3 separate regions of the Mus musculus genome follow, and regions 2 and 3 are each linked to region 1. The links are chromatin contacts, called in public promoter capture Hi-C maps. All regions are on one chromosome and are shown on one strand. Each heading gives the region's core, a stretch centred on a gene start, on an enhancer-like site or on the middle of the called end of the contact. The rest is flanking DNA. Distances are from core to core; before and after follow the strand shown. Region 1 holds the start of Oaz2 (ornithine decarboxylase antizyme 2). Region 2 holds the start of Lactb (lactamase, beta). Region 3 holds the start of Aph1b (aph1 homolog B, gamma secretase subunit).

Region 1 (4,367 bases), core at 971-3,470:
AGAAATGCTTAGTACATGGTTGGTATCATTGTCATCATGTGCTCTTAGTATTTGTCAACTGATTAATCACAAAGTGGTTTCTTTTTGGTTTTGTTTTGTTTTCTGAGACAGGGTTTCTCTGTATAGCCCTGGCTGTCCTGGACCTCACTTTGTAGACCAGGCTGGCCTCGAACTCAGAAATCCGCCTGCCTCTGCCTCCCAAGTGCACCACCATGCCCGGCAAGGATTTCTGTTTTTTTTCTTCTTCGAGACATGATTTCTCTGTGTAGTCCCAGCTGTCCTAGAACTCACTCTGTAGACCAGGCTGGCCTCAAACTCACAGAGGGCTACCTGTCTCTTCCTCCTGAGAGCTAGAACTAAGGGAATATGCCATTACTGCTCTGCTGAGGTTTTGTTGTTGGGAGCTCGGGGATCGTTTGAGACAGTTTTTCTCTGTGTAGCCCTGGCTGTCTTGGAACTATGTAGAGGCTGGCCTCAACTCAGAGACCTGTCTGCCTCTGCCTCCCCAGTGCTGGGATTAAAGGCGTGTGCCACCATGTCCAGCAAGGTGAGCCAGAGAACAGTTCTGAATATCTAAGGATAACCATGACAGTTCTTTTACCACTTCAATTTTTGTTTTAAGAAAAAGTAAAACGTAGTGTGAAAGCCCCATCCTTCCTTGGTATCCCCATGATCTGAACACTAAAATCTTGTGTGTGCGACAGAATCCTTAGGTCCCAAGGGGCACTGTAGCTTGGCAGTGGAGGTCATGTTGACCACTGCATTTTGGAGTAATACCAAAGTGAAAAAGTACAGGTTTTTCAAGCTGTCTCTTCTGCGTGTTGCTTTCTTTGCAGTGTCCTTCAGACTGAGTACTTACCTCATATTGTGATGGCCTCTCTCTCTGGACAGATTGTGACATCCAAGGTAGGTACATTGCCTGGCCCATTGTGGAAGCTTCCTGGATTCCTGCCCATGCTAGAAGCACATAGTATGTAGCTATTTACTGAACTTTGACTAAATGAACGGATGATTTGAGGTGACCACTGTGGTCTGAGAGTGCATCCTCTCCCTTTCCCTCTGCCCCACCTCTCTCTCTCTCTCTCTCTCTCTCTCTCTCTCTCTCTCTCTCTCTCTCTCCCCTCCCTCCCCCACCCCCAAGATAGGGTCTCACCATGTTACACTAAGCAGCCTGGAACTTGTTGCCTGCGTACTACAAGCTGGCCTTCAACTCACAGAGCCTCACCTGCCCCTGCTTCCTGGGTGCTAAGATAGATAAAGGCTTACACAGTCTCTACTGACTGCAGTCTAAGTTGACTGCACAGGTTTGACAACTAGGGTTCTCCTGTGAGTGTGGCTGGGATTTGGGGGTGTGTGTACATTGCTGCCTGGCCTCTGTGATTAGAGGGCCAGGTAAGACAGTGGCAGTGCACTAGGTGCCTTGCATGATCGATTGAAGCAGCTTGCACCGATTGGCTGGAAGCCACTGTCATTGTACTATGAATTGAAGGAAAAGATCTGTGGGATTAGATTCACACTGGAAATGGTGCTACTCTATGAGGAGTATTCTTCTATTTCAGATTTTGTTTTGTTTAGTGACATGGGTTTACAAATACTATTCTCCGGTTTCGGTTTGGCCACACACCAAAAGCAGCAAGTGCCCAGTGTGGTGAGGCACACTATTTCCAGCACTTGGCAGGACAGGAAGTAAAGGAAGGAGGATGGGGGTTTCCAAGTCATCTTCCAGTGAGTCTGAGGCTAGCCTGAGCTACAAAGACTGTATCAAAAAACAAACAAAAGGCAGACATGAACGAGTGGAGAGGGCTCAGCGGATAAGAGCACCGGTTGGTCTTCAGAGGACTTGGGTTCAATTCCCAGCCTCTACATGGCAGGTCACACTGTCTGTAACTCCTGTGCCAGGGGATCTGACATCCTCATATAGAGATACATGCAGGCAAAACACCAATGTGTATAAAAAATAAACATACATAAATGATTAAGAAAGAACAAAAGCAGAAATGAAGACTGGCCTTAGCCAAGCAGAACCTGAGTTCCTGGCATCGAGAGAGACCTCTTTCCCCTCTTCTCCCTGGCTACCGCCCCTCTTCCCGAGATGATAGCTTGCCCTTAGTACGCCTGCGCCCAGGCGGGGCGGTGCTTCGCCCTTTGTTGTGGGCCCCAGTTTCCCAGGACACCAAGCGGCGCTGGGTGGGGCTATGCAGATGAGGTACTTGGGGGCGGGGCGGTTGCGCGGCGGCGGCCGGGGAGGGTCAGTTGGAGGCAGGCGCTCGCTGAGGCAAGAGGAGGGCACTCGGCCCGCGGCCTGACAGGGACTTAGCCCACAGAGACCGGCCCGCGCGCGCGACCCCACACCCACCCACTCGTCCACCTACCCACTCCCCGCGCCGCCTCCTCCCACCCTGAGCAGAGCCACCGAGGATGATAAACACCCAGGACAGGTAACGGCCCGGCGCAGGCTCCCCGCCCCCATCCTCCCTCCGCAGCTCCAGAGGCCTTCGCACCCCCCCCCACCCCCGCAGCCTGCCCCCAGCCCCCAGGGGGCTCCATCCGCTCCCACTGTTCCTCTCGCCATCCCAGCCACTGCCACCCGAGTCCTGAAATCGGGCCTCCTTCCGTCCTTTAGCCCCCTTCCTCCAGCCCTGCCCATCCCCCTCATCCGGGTTTTCTCCTCGCCCGGAGCCCCCCCCCCCCAAAAAAAAAAAAAAACCTGGACATAGCCAGTCAGTCGCTCCGTTTTCTTAAGCCCAGTGGGACGGTGCCCAGTCCCCCATACTGTGGGCTTTCTCCCACAGATTCCCCGAATTGGTTCTTATCTTCCCTAAATCTTTCTTACTCCTCCACAAGTCACTTAATCGCTTTAAATCCATTCTCTAGTGAAAATTGCTTCCCAGGCAGACTCCTCTCAGCCCTGCCTGGCTGTCCCCAAAGACAAGCTCTGTCCGGCAGTTCTCAACTCAACCCTTTCCCCCTCTTCCCACCTCCTTGGGATGTGCAGTCCCACTCTCTTCCCCACCCTTCTCCAGGTAGGCCCCATTTTCCTGTCTGGGAACCCCCACTCTTTATTTCTCTAACACTATGGAGTCCATTCCTGCCCTCCAGCCTGTTTTTCCAATGATGTTGCCAACACTCTTCTACACACTCTTACCCTTTAAACACTACAAAGTCTCAGTTGGTACTCATCTTACCGCCCCCCCCCTTCTTTAAAATCATTACAATGCCCAACTTAGTCTCTCCCCTTTCCTGGGAAGATCATTAAGTGCTACCCCCTTTTAAATTTCACTCCAGGGCCTCCAAAACCAGATCCTGGGCCTTTGGAAGTTACCTACCTCAAGACCCAATCCCTGTTTCCCCCAGGATTTGAAATGCATTATTCTTTTGAAATGGTGTGGGTTTCTTAACTTTCAACCAAAGTAGGCAGAAGTCATCCCTTTAGTTACCCTCCCTTTTTCCATGTCCTCAGATATCCCACATTTCTGTCCCAGACAGACGCTCTTCTCCAAAGCTATTCCAGAATTTTCTGATCCCTCAGGATTTGTAATGCCACTTGCTTATGTATTATCTTGGCTTTCATTAGCAATTCAGAAATGATTCCTTTGCCTTCCCCTGTAAGGCTCGGTGCTAAACCCTCCAAAACTTTTTTGAAACCCATTCAGTCCCCATACTAGATCTTTTATCTTCACATTGGACTTTTTATAGCCTCTGACCTTGAGTAAGCAGATCCTTTCCTTAAACTGTCAGGATCCCTCCAAAACCAGATGACTTCGTCCTACAAGTCATCTTTCTTGTGGCTGTTTACATAGGGCTCTGCCACTCAAGGGTCCTCTGGAAGCTTGAGCTCCTTTTTCACCAAGTGATCTTGATACTCTCGATTTCCTACTTGATGCTTCTTCCAGCTCCATCTTTTCTCCAGCTGTGTGTTCCTCACATTTCAGTGTGTCTTAAACCTAGCTAGACAAACACAAACCAAAAAACCAGTTATCTGTTCTTTCCTAGATTGCTCCAAATGGCCTAGGGTAGGGCCTGATAAGTGGTGTGTATTTTAAAGCTCTCCAGTTCTCATGTGGAGCCTGGGTTGAAAAATACTCTCAGCCCAAGGAGGCCTTAGCCTTTCTTTATTCCTGCAGTGTTAGCCCCTCTAGTGACAAGTGACTTCTTGGTCTCCTTCTGTTCAGAAAGAAACTTTTAGTCTGATAGTGATGGTGTGCACGACTGTGATCGTAGCACTCAGGTGGCAGAGGCAGGTGGATCTCTGAGTTCAAGACCAGTCTGGTCTATAGATCAAGTTCTATGACAGCTGACAGCCGGGGCTGCACAGAGAAACCCTTTATTATTTTATTTATTTTTTTAAGAACTCTTCTTTACCTTAT
Region 2 (4,367 bases), core at 606-3,105, 1.3 Mb after region 1:
TGGAGCAATTTGTTCATAATGGAGAAGTTATGAATATAAGAAGTCATAATCAAAGAAATGGTACTTTGATGCACTTACCATAAAAAGAATAGAAATGGTTCTCTCTGGCTGGAGAGATGGCTCAGCAGTTAAGAGCACTGGCTACTTGCTCTTCGTGAGGCCCTGAGTTCAATTCCCAGCAACCACATGATGGCTCACAACCATCTGTAATGGGATCTGGCACCCTCTTCTGGTGTGTCTGAAGACAGTTATGGTGTACTCATATAAATGAAATAAATAAATCTTTTTTCTTTTTTTTTTAAATGGCTCTCTCAAAGCTTCTAACCTTGGAGAGGGATGGATGCCAGGGTCTCTACATGCTCAGGCTGGCCTCACACACATCATGTGACCTTAAGCTTCTGATCCTCCAGCTTCTACGTCCTGAGGAATGGGATCATGGGTCCATACCACTTTGATTTATGTGGTGCAAGGGATTATACCCAGAACTTGTACCCAAAAGCAAGCACCAACTGAGCTCCATCCCAAACCACTTCAAGCTTGTCGTTAAAAACAAAACAGGTAACACTCTGTCTAGTAAATGTAATAATAAACTGTAAATCATTAAGGACCAGGGATATCATGTATTCTTAATACTTGGTATAGTGCCTTTTACAGAAGTGGGGAATAAAAAAATTACAGAATGAAAGAATAAAAATATGCAGAAACTGACATTTTAGTTACTAATAAGGGTTATCTAATATGTAATAGTGGTAATTTAATGGATTGTTCTACATTCCATTTTCAGACCAATTCTTAAGAGTAAACTGGGAGAAGAAACAGCATTTTGAACACATCCACGTACTTGAGTCACACAATTTAATTATTTACTTTATTTTGCCCTCACACATGGAGGCTAAGCAAGTGAGCTTCCACTGAGCTATACTCCTAGCCCAGTTAGTTACATTTTAAACTTTCCAGTGATAAATAAAACAGCCTGATTATTCTAGGGATACATTGTCTCTACAAATGTGCCACTTTTTGCAACTCCAACCTGTAAAACATCAGTATTTTATTTTACCAATAACAAAATGGGCTACCTGCTGAACTCACCTTCTGACCAGACTTCTTTTCCATCTACAGAAACTCCAACCACGATGCCGGGGGCACCAACCTCATCCTAAGAGAAAAGAAAGACCCTGGTGGTTCAAAAGTAGACTGACTCCGCCCACTCTGCGGTCCCGCCCACCAGGAGGGCAATGGTTCTGCTCCGATTGCCCTGGCCGTCGGAGTGCACAGGACTCTAAAGGGGAAGGGGCGGGCCCCTCCGCGACCGGTGACCTCAGCTGCTACTTGAGCAGCCCTAAGAGCGTCAGCCCGCGGCCAGGCAGTCAGAAAAACGGAAGCCGCCGCCCTGACGCCCACTGGGCCCGCACCTTGATCCGGTGTAGCAGATCGCGGCTGCTCTCGATGGCTCTGGAGAAGCCCCTGGCTGCTGGCGGCGCAGGCGTGTGCGGGCTCCCCGGGCTCAGGGCCTGCTCGTGCGATAACTCGGTAGTGCCGGACGCCTCGGGGTCCGCGGGGGACTGAATGGGGACGGCGCCCCGCAGCCCGACCACCAGCTTCGCGCCGAGAGCCAGCCCCAGCCCGAGCCCCAGGCCGCCGGCCCAACCAAGGCCCAGCACAGGCAGGCCCGGTCGCCTGTGCGCCCCGCGCCGCCCTCCGTCCCAGGCTGGGCCTGCGGTGGCCGCAGCCCGAGCTGTCACGCTTGACAGGAGCCGGTACATGTTGCCTCCGCAGAGCCGGCTGCCTCCTAGCTTGCTCCGGCTTGGCCCGCGGCGGGCGGGACGAGGGGGCGGGGCTGAGGCGGGGCTTTACAGTACCTCTCAGTCAAGGCCGGGTGGGTGAGCGACGAGCGCATCGAGCGCCTGGTCCTCGTCTCCTTTCTAGCCTTCTGGCTACTAATCCTCTTTGGTTCCACCCCTCCTTTTCTTGCTTTCTTTTCCCTCCCTCTTTTTCATATCTTTCTTCCTTCTTTTATCTTCTCCTTTTCCTCTCTCTTCTCTCCCTTTAGCTCTAACCTCCCTCTCTTGTTTTCTTTTTCTCTCGCATCCCACATTCCTCCCTCTATCCTCTTTTCTCTTTCCCTCTCTTTATTTCTGATTCTCTCCTCTTTCTCCTTCCCACTTTAGTTTCTACCTGTCCCTCAAGCCTCTCTTTTCCTTTTCTCCTCCTCATCTCTCTCCTTTTCCATGCTTCTTCTCTCTCACAACACACATGATATCCTTAGACAAGTCTCCTGTCACAGCAACACCCTCTTGCCACCTTATGCCTATGTTAACAACACTCGCCCCTTTGTTTGACTGAGATGCACAGTGGTTAAAACACTTGCCATGCAAACACAAGGACTGGAATTCAAATCCCCAGTATCCGGGTGAAAATGCCCAGTGGGCATGGCGCCTACCTGTAACGGATTGAGAAACCCAGCCTCAATCCAAAGTTAGAAGCGCAATTATAGATGGTTTCCAACATAGTCTGGGACGTTCTCAGGCAAATGCTAATATGCATGTATATACATGCACACACACAAAAGTGGGAAAAAGCAAACCTGATGTGGGTTTTTTTCATTCTTTTAGGAGAATTTTATGTCTTGACTCGCCTTCCTGCCCAGTGACAATCATTCTAGCAAACATTAATCATCGTAACTGCTCTGGAGATTGGTTGTGTTGTCTGACATCAGTTCCATGAGGAAACTGGAGTAAAGGGAGGCTAAGGGATTTGTCTAAATCTACAGAGTTGTCAGGTGATGGCCCAGAAATGTACCTTCTCAGCCTTCCTCTCTTGTCAGAGGGTTTGAAGGGTTCTACGATCAGAGGCGTGGGCGGTGAATCAGCTTCCCAGTGGTGCGATGGATGCAGCTGCAGCTAGTATTATTACATGGCCAGGGTCCACTGGGCGCTACAGCTGCCCTTCCACACCCAGTCCTGTTCTCTGAAGCAAACTCTAGCCAGGCTACTCTCAGTTCTCTTCCTGAGTAGGAAACTCTTCCACAGTTTCTCACAGCTCAAGGCTGCGTTGCTAGAGTGACCCTATCTTTCTTCAAAATACCTGCCTGAGAAAGATCAGAGTTTCCAAACGCAGTTACTGTTTGTTCCAACCACCACTGGAAAACAGAGCTCCTGTCCCCCAGTCTGTGGCAGAGGGTAGGAGCCTCACGTCATAAGTGCCAAATAGCAAAATGGGTGGATTCATGTGGACCAAAACCCTTTCTGCTTCTTGTGACTGTCCACACTCCTGATCAGCTCAAGTTGTCACCGCTCGCTCTCTCCTCCTACCCCATCACCTCTGCCCACATCCCATGGAGCTCCGCTTCCTCTGCCCTGCGTAGCTATGGAGTACGGTCTGGTGTCCAGCTGCGTCTGGCTTTGTCACACACATCCGTCGGTCCTGTCCAAAATGTGGCCCCTGAGAAATAGATCCTTGTTTTCCAAGCAAGGTCTTCAGGCGTGCATTCACTGTGAGGTTCGTGGAGTTGAGCGGTTAAGGCTCAGTGAGGAGCTCCAAGCAGAAAGGGCTGCCCACTCTGATTTGCAGGGACAAGCACACAGACATGCTTGGAGAGAAGGAACACAGAGGAACAGAATTTTGGTCTGATTGCAGGTGCTAATTATAAGAGACTTTCCTTTTCAAAAGACTATCTGTGGCGGGGGAGATAAATCCGTTCACAGAGTACTTGCCTGGCAAACTGGGTTCTATCCCAAGAACCACACAAACTGGGTGTGGTGGCACATGCCCAGAATTCCAGCGCCTGGAAGGTGGAAGCAGGAGGATCAGAAGTTTTCATTTTCTAGAATTTTCATCCATGAAGACTTGAATCATATTCTTTTTAAAGCCTTCCTCCTTTCACCCAGCATAATTATTCTGGTGTCAGCGCATGCACCCACAGCCCACTCTTCTATTTTATTATTATTTATGTGTTTTCATATACAAAAAGATAAAACTTGAAAGTGTACTAGATTTTCCCTCCTATTGTGTCGTGGGGATGTCTGCTCCTTCACACAGGGAGAAATACTAAAATCACCACAGGGAAAGAAAAAGATGGATGCAGCTGCCAATGAATGAACTATGATACAATCAATGTTCTTTCCAAAATGTTTGCATTTTGTAACTGTAGTTACAAGGATATCTGCTTCAGGCCATTTTAGGTAGGTGTGTGTGTGTGTGTGTGTGTGTGTGTGATATTCCTGCAGTTATGGCTATAACAGTTTGTTTATGCATTTACTAGTGGACTGTGCCTTTTCTAGTTTCAACCATTGAACATGAAACTGCTACAGACAACCACAATGTCTTGTTATAATGCAGGTTTTCATTTCTCTTAGAAATTATAGTTG
Region 3 (4,367 bases), core at 882-3,381, 1.1 Mb after region 1:
TCTTAGCTTTTTATGACAAAATAGTTACTGTATCAATGTTATATAAAAACTGAATAAGGTTGCAAAATTTTCAATCCAAGCTTTAAACTATCCATATATTTCAGGTATCATACAGCAATTTTAGACAACACAGCAGTTACAGAAGATAAGTGTTAGGCAATGACAGTTGTGTTCTAGGTAAATAAATAAATGCATAAATAAAGCATAGCATAAGAAATCAATTTAAATACTTACATCCTAACCCCAAAAAGAGAGCTCATGGCTTGGTTTTTTGTTAAATGTATCTTTCATTTGCAGACTTGAAACTATAGAAAATATTTTTAAGTGAGCCTTTGTTTCCCACTAACAGTTAAAATAATGGAAGGCATAATTTCCATAAGAATAATTTATTTGAGGTGGTAGGAGGGAAGCATGAAGTTCAAGTGGAAAGGCTCTTTATTGTTTCAGTAATTATTTCCCTGGGTTATTTTTCTTCAATAGTGGATTTCTTTTTGTTCATTCATATCTTGCCTGTTTCCTCTCATTATAAATTCTACCAGGCCAGAGCTTCTGTCTCTTAACCCACCTTTGTACCTCAGCTTCTACAAAGTGTCTGGCATTGGGAAATTTTTGAAGAAACACTTTTGGGAAGAATGAAGAGAGAAAGATAAGGAGGAGCAGGAGGGCAGGCAAACCGGATTGTAAATTTAAATATTCAATATTTTCAGGCTAAAATTGTAGCAATCACTAAATCGTAATTCAAGTCTAACTGGGAAAATAAAACAAACACTTAACTTACTTTAACAGCTTATAATATGCGAGCCTGAACAGCTCTTGGATACAGACAGAGAGCAACACTCCGAAGATGAGCAGGTAATTCTGTACTGGTCCATCTCTGTTGTCAGTAATGACTCTCACTAGGAACCAAAAAACGGATGACAGCAGGAGAGACACCAACCAGAAGAAAGCACTGGAACGTAGAAGGAAAAAAAAAATCACAAGTTAACAGAAGCACAGGCTTAATAATGACTTTAAATCAAACCTGCTTGAGCTACAAATCATTTTTAGTAAACAATCCTCACAAAGTGATGTTTTAGATCAGAATTTTTTTTTTCTCCTAGTGAGACAAATAGTCCAAGAGGAACGTCAGATGTGCTTAACAAGAACGATTCAGTGACCCTGTCGCGTGCACGCTAGGGCACTATCTGTCAAGGACTAAGAGGCACTTGGTTGCTGACTATTTTTCCTAAGAGATGCTTTGTGTGCTATAGAAATATACAACCAGTGACAGTTGCAAATTTCATATCCTCAAAATTCACCAGAAAATATAAGTTTAATGGTTAGATATTGTCAAGTGTCTTTTTCTAAAAGAAAATGAATACCTAACGCCTGCATTAATATAATGGAAAGTTCAGAAGCTGCAAACTTCGGGCAGGTGCAGCGAGACCAAGACCACGTTCACCAGCAGAGTTCCGGTATTTACCAAGCTCCCAGGAGGACATGCCGCCTGGTCAGTTGTTACTGTGTTTTCTCGAACTTTCCTCCTTGACTGCACCCAAACCATTACCCAGGAGTCTACAAAGAAAATCTGAGCCTGAATAGTCTGCACAGACATTCTGAGTCCGAGGATTGATGTGAGGGTGGGGGGCAGGGAATAAACATCTGATCTCCAGGTGACTTTAATGGCAGAGAGTAGTGATAACGACTCTTCGATGCTGCTCAGCACTGAGGGAAATGAGAGATTCCTACAGAAAGACAAAGGCTTCATGCAGGAATCTATCTGCTTGTTCCCACACTCAGCCAACAGAAGCCAAGGGGCGCCTGCTTAGCCTACGGGCCTGCTCTTCTCAGACCCTCCCAGGAACAGTTCCAGCCCTGGACCGCACCACAAGCTGGAGCCCCTGGGAGATGGGGATCCCGGGGTCGTGGGAACCCAGGAGAGGGAGGGAACCCGCGGCGTCCGGGACACAGCGCAGCCTCACCCGGCGATGAGGAAGATGACTCGCAAAGGGTCGGTGGCGATGGTGAAGACATAAAGAGCGAGCGCGGGCCCGAAGGCGATGAAGGCGCAACCAAAGAACACCGCAGCCGTCATGACGACCTCGGGAGCCAGTCGCGGGGGCCCGAGGGCCCTGCAGTGCCCAATGGACAGCGGGTCCTGGATACGGGGCGGGGCTGGGTGGCGAGGCTCCGGTGCTCCGTCAGAGCAGTGGACGAGGCGGAGCCCGTGAGGCGGGGTCTGGAGATGCCGAGGGCGGGACGGGGCTCGAGAGGCGGAGCCTTCGGTGCCCTAGTCAAAGAGGCAACAGGAGGGAGCTTCGGGAGGCCAGGCCTGGAAGAGTTCCATAGCCTATCAGAGTGGACGGCAGAGCGAGGGTTGGCATGCAGGACCTCGAGGTCCTCTAGTCACACGGGACAAGGCAGGGTTCGGGAGTTGGGGCCTGAGCTGCTCCTTGGCCTGTAAAAGCGGGTTGCTGGGCGGAGCTCGGCAGGGGACTCGAGGTGCTCCGAGGGCAGAGGAGGGGCGTGGCTTCGGAGCACAGATCCTGTCAGAACAGGGAACGGAGGTCGGAAGGCGGAGAGCCTGGAGGAGTCCCACGCCCAGTCAAACCGGAGCCAGGTCGGAGCCTGGGAGGCGGGGCTTTGAGTCGCTCCCAGACCTGTCAGCGCCTGCAGAGCGAGCTCAGAGCGCCGCCCTACTCCAGCCAGAGCAAGCTCAGAGTGCCGCCCTACTCCAGCCAAAGCGAGCCGAAGTTCTGGAGACCTGGTAATGTAGTGGGCGGGGCTCCGAGGTGTTATAAGTGTAGTCAGAGTCAGCCGCTCCAGACATTAGGCCTAGGGTTTGTCCCTGCTCAGTTACTGATGGAGTTTTGTTCATCACCTTGAGCCCCACTGTTCCTAGGCTTAGCTTTTATACCTGGATTACATGCTGATGGAGAAAGAATATAGAGGTGAAAGCTGTAATACTTGACATATATATTACAAAACCTGATGCATAGAGAAATGCCAGAATCCATGTAAAAAACACATAGAATTCTTCCCACCCAGAGAGCAGCCTTTCCCGGTCACATATCAGTAGGGCTATGAAGGGTTATGCCAGATGAAGAGGTTTCTGGTCATCACAAACCAGAGAAAATTCCAGAGCAACCAGCAGAATCTTCATCTTCCTAGTTCTTGTCTTCCCTCATCTCCAGAAGTTAGAAGTGGGTCAGTTGTTAGAAATAAACTGACTTGACTTCACTCTTTAATTAGGTTCACTCTAATAAGGTTCTTTTAGCCCGATGAGTGGAAAACTAATTATTGTTCTTTAAGAGACCTTGGTGAAATGTTTACGGTCCTAGGTGTTAGGGATAGTGTGTTTGATCTTGTGTCATTTATGAGTGGGTTTGCTTTTAAATGAAGCTTAGGTTGAACTGGATGAACCTAGTACATAGACGGGCAGAGTCCACATGCAGCATTGCTAGGACAACAACATTTTTCTATTCTCCTATGCCTTGTTCCTATCTACTTATTAACACCAAGTATGCTGAAGTTACTTTTATTAATATAATATTTTCAATAATTTGAACATATATACAATGTATTTTGGTCATATTTATCCTCTTTCCAGATTCACCTCCATCCCCTACCTGCTCCCAACTTCATGTGTTCTTTTTTTTCTCTTAAATTACACACTGAGTCTGAGTCTAATTTGTATTGCTCATGTACGTCTGGCTGTAGGGACATCCATTAGAGTGTGGTCTACCTCCCAGAAGCCATGCCCTCGAGGAAAGCTGACTCTCTCTGAAAAGCCAAGCTGTCAATCGCTTCCCAGTCAGTGTTTGCATCTTATGAACTTCTTCCTACTCTGCGCTAGAATATTGACGAGCTTCATCTTGTGTAGGCAAACAGGGCTGCTCTAGGTTTGTGAATGCATTTTTTTTTTTTAATGAATGCATTGGTCCTGCCAAATCTAGAAGACACTGTTTGCTTTGCTCCACCCTGGCCTCTGGCTCAGACCATTTTTTTTAAGATTTATTTATTTTATGTGAGTACACTGTAGCCATCTTCAGATACACCAAAAGAGGGTGTCTGATCCCATTACAGATGGTTGTGAGCCACATGGTTGCTGGGAATTGAACTCAAGACCTCTAGAAGAATAATCCGTGCTCTCAACCAGTGAGCCATCTCTCCAGCCCAGGCTCTTACAATCTTTATACCATACCATCACTTCTATGATGTTCCCTGAGTTGTGTAAGGGGGCGTGATACAGATGCCTCATTTGTGTGTGTGCATCCCGCAGTCTCTTTTCTTCCATTCTTTGACCTGTTGTGACATACCACATTGAGTTTGGTCAGCTTTCACATGTTGTGCACTTACAGAGATCATCCATCTGTATCTTGGCATCT

The links. Promoter capture Hi-C pulls out the DNA fragments that hold promoters and counts their contacts.
Region 2: a contact with region 1 is called in a promoter capture Hi-C map of pre-B cells, with 4 times the contacts expected there. The contact joins the promoter of Lactb here to the promoter of Oaz2 in region 1. A contact is called at or near these places in 2 of 39 promoter capture datasets (the HPC-7 cell line and pre-B cells) and 2 of 484 Hi-C or Micro-C datasets (CD8 T cells and pro-B cells).
Region 3: a contact with region 1 is called in a promoter capture Hi-C map of pre-B cells, with 5 times the contacts expected there. The contact joins the promoter of Aph1b here to the promoter of Oaz2 in region 1. A contact is called at or near these places in 2 of 39 promoter capture datasets (embryonic stem cells and pre-B cells), 1 of 484 Hi-C or Micro-C datasets (embryonic stem cells) and 1 of 115 datasets of contacts at active chromatin or transcription factors (embryonic stem cells).

The regions. Positions count from the first base shown.
Region 1 is chr9:65,674,328-65,678,694 of GRCm38.p6, forward strand. It overlaps Oaz2 (ornithine decarboxylase antizyme 2), which reads left to right and starts at 2,221. Exons shown (of 5, transcript NM_010952.3): 1 at 2,221-2,438. The coding sequence starts at 2,419.
Region 2 is chr9:66,973,629-66,977,995 of GRCm38.p6, forward strand. Lactb (lactamase, beta) reads right to left here and starts at 1,856. Exons shown (of 6, transcript NM_030717.1): 1 at 1,413-1,856; 2 at 1,090-1,156. The coding sequence starts at 1,763.
Region 3 is chr9:66,793,292-66,797,658 of GRCm38.p6, forward strand. Aph1b (aph1 homolog B, gamma secretase subunit) reads right to left here and starts at 2,132. Exons shown (of 6, transcript NM_177583.4): 1 at 1,962-2,132; 2 at 779-949. The coding sequence starts at 2,074.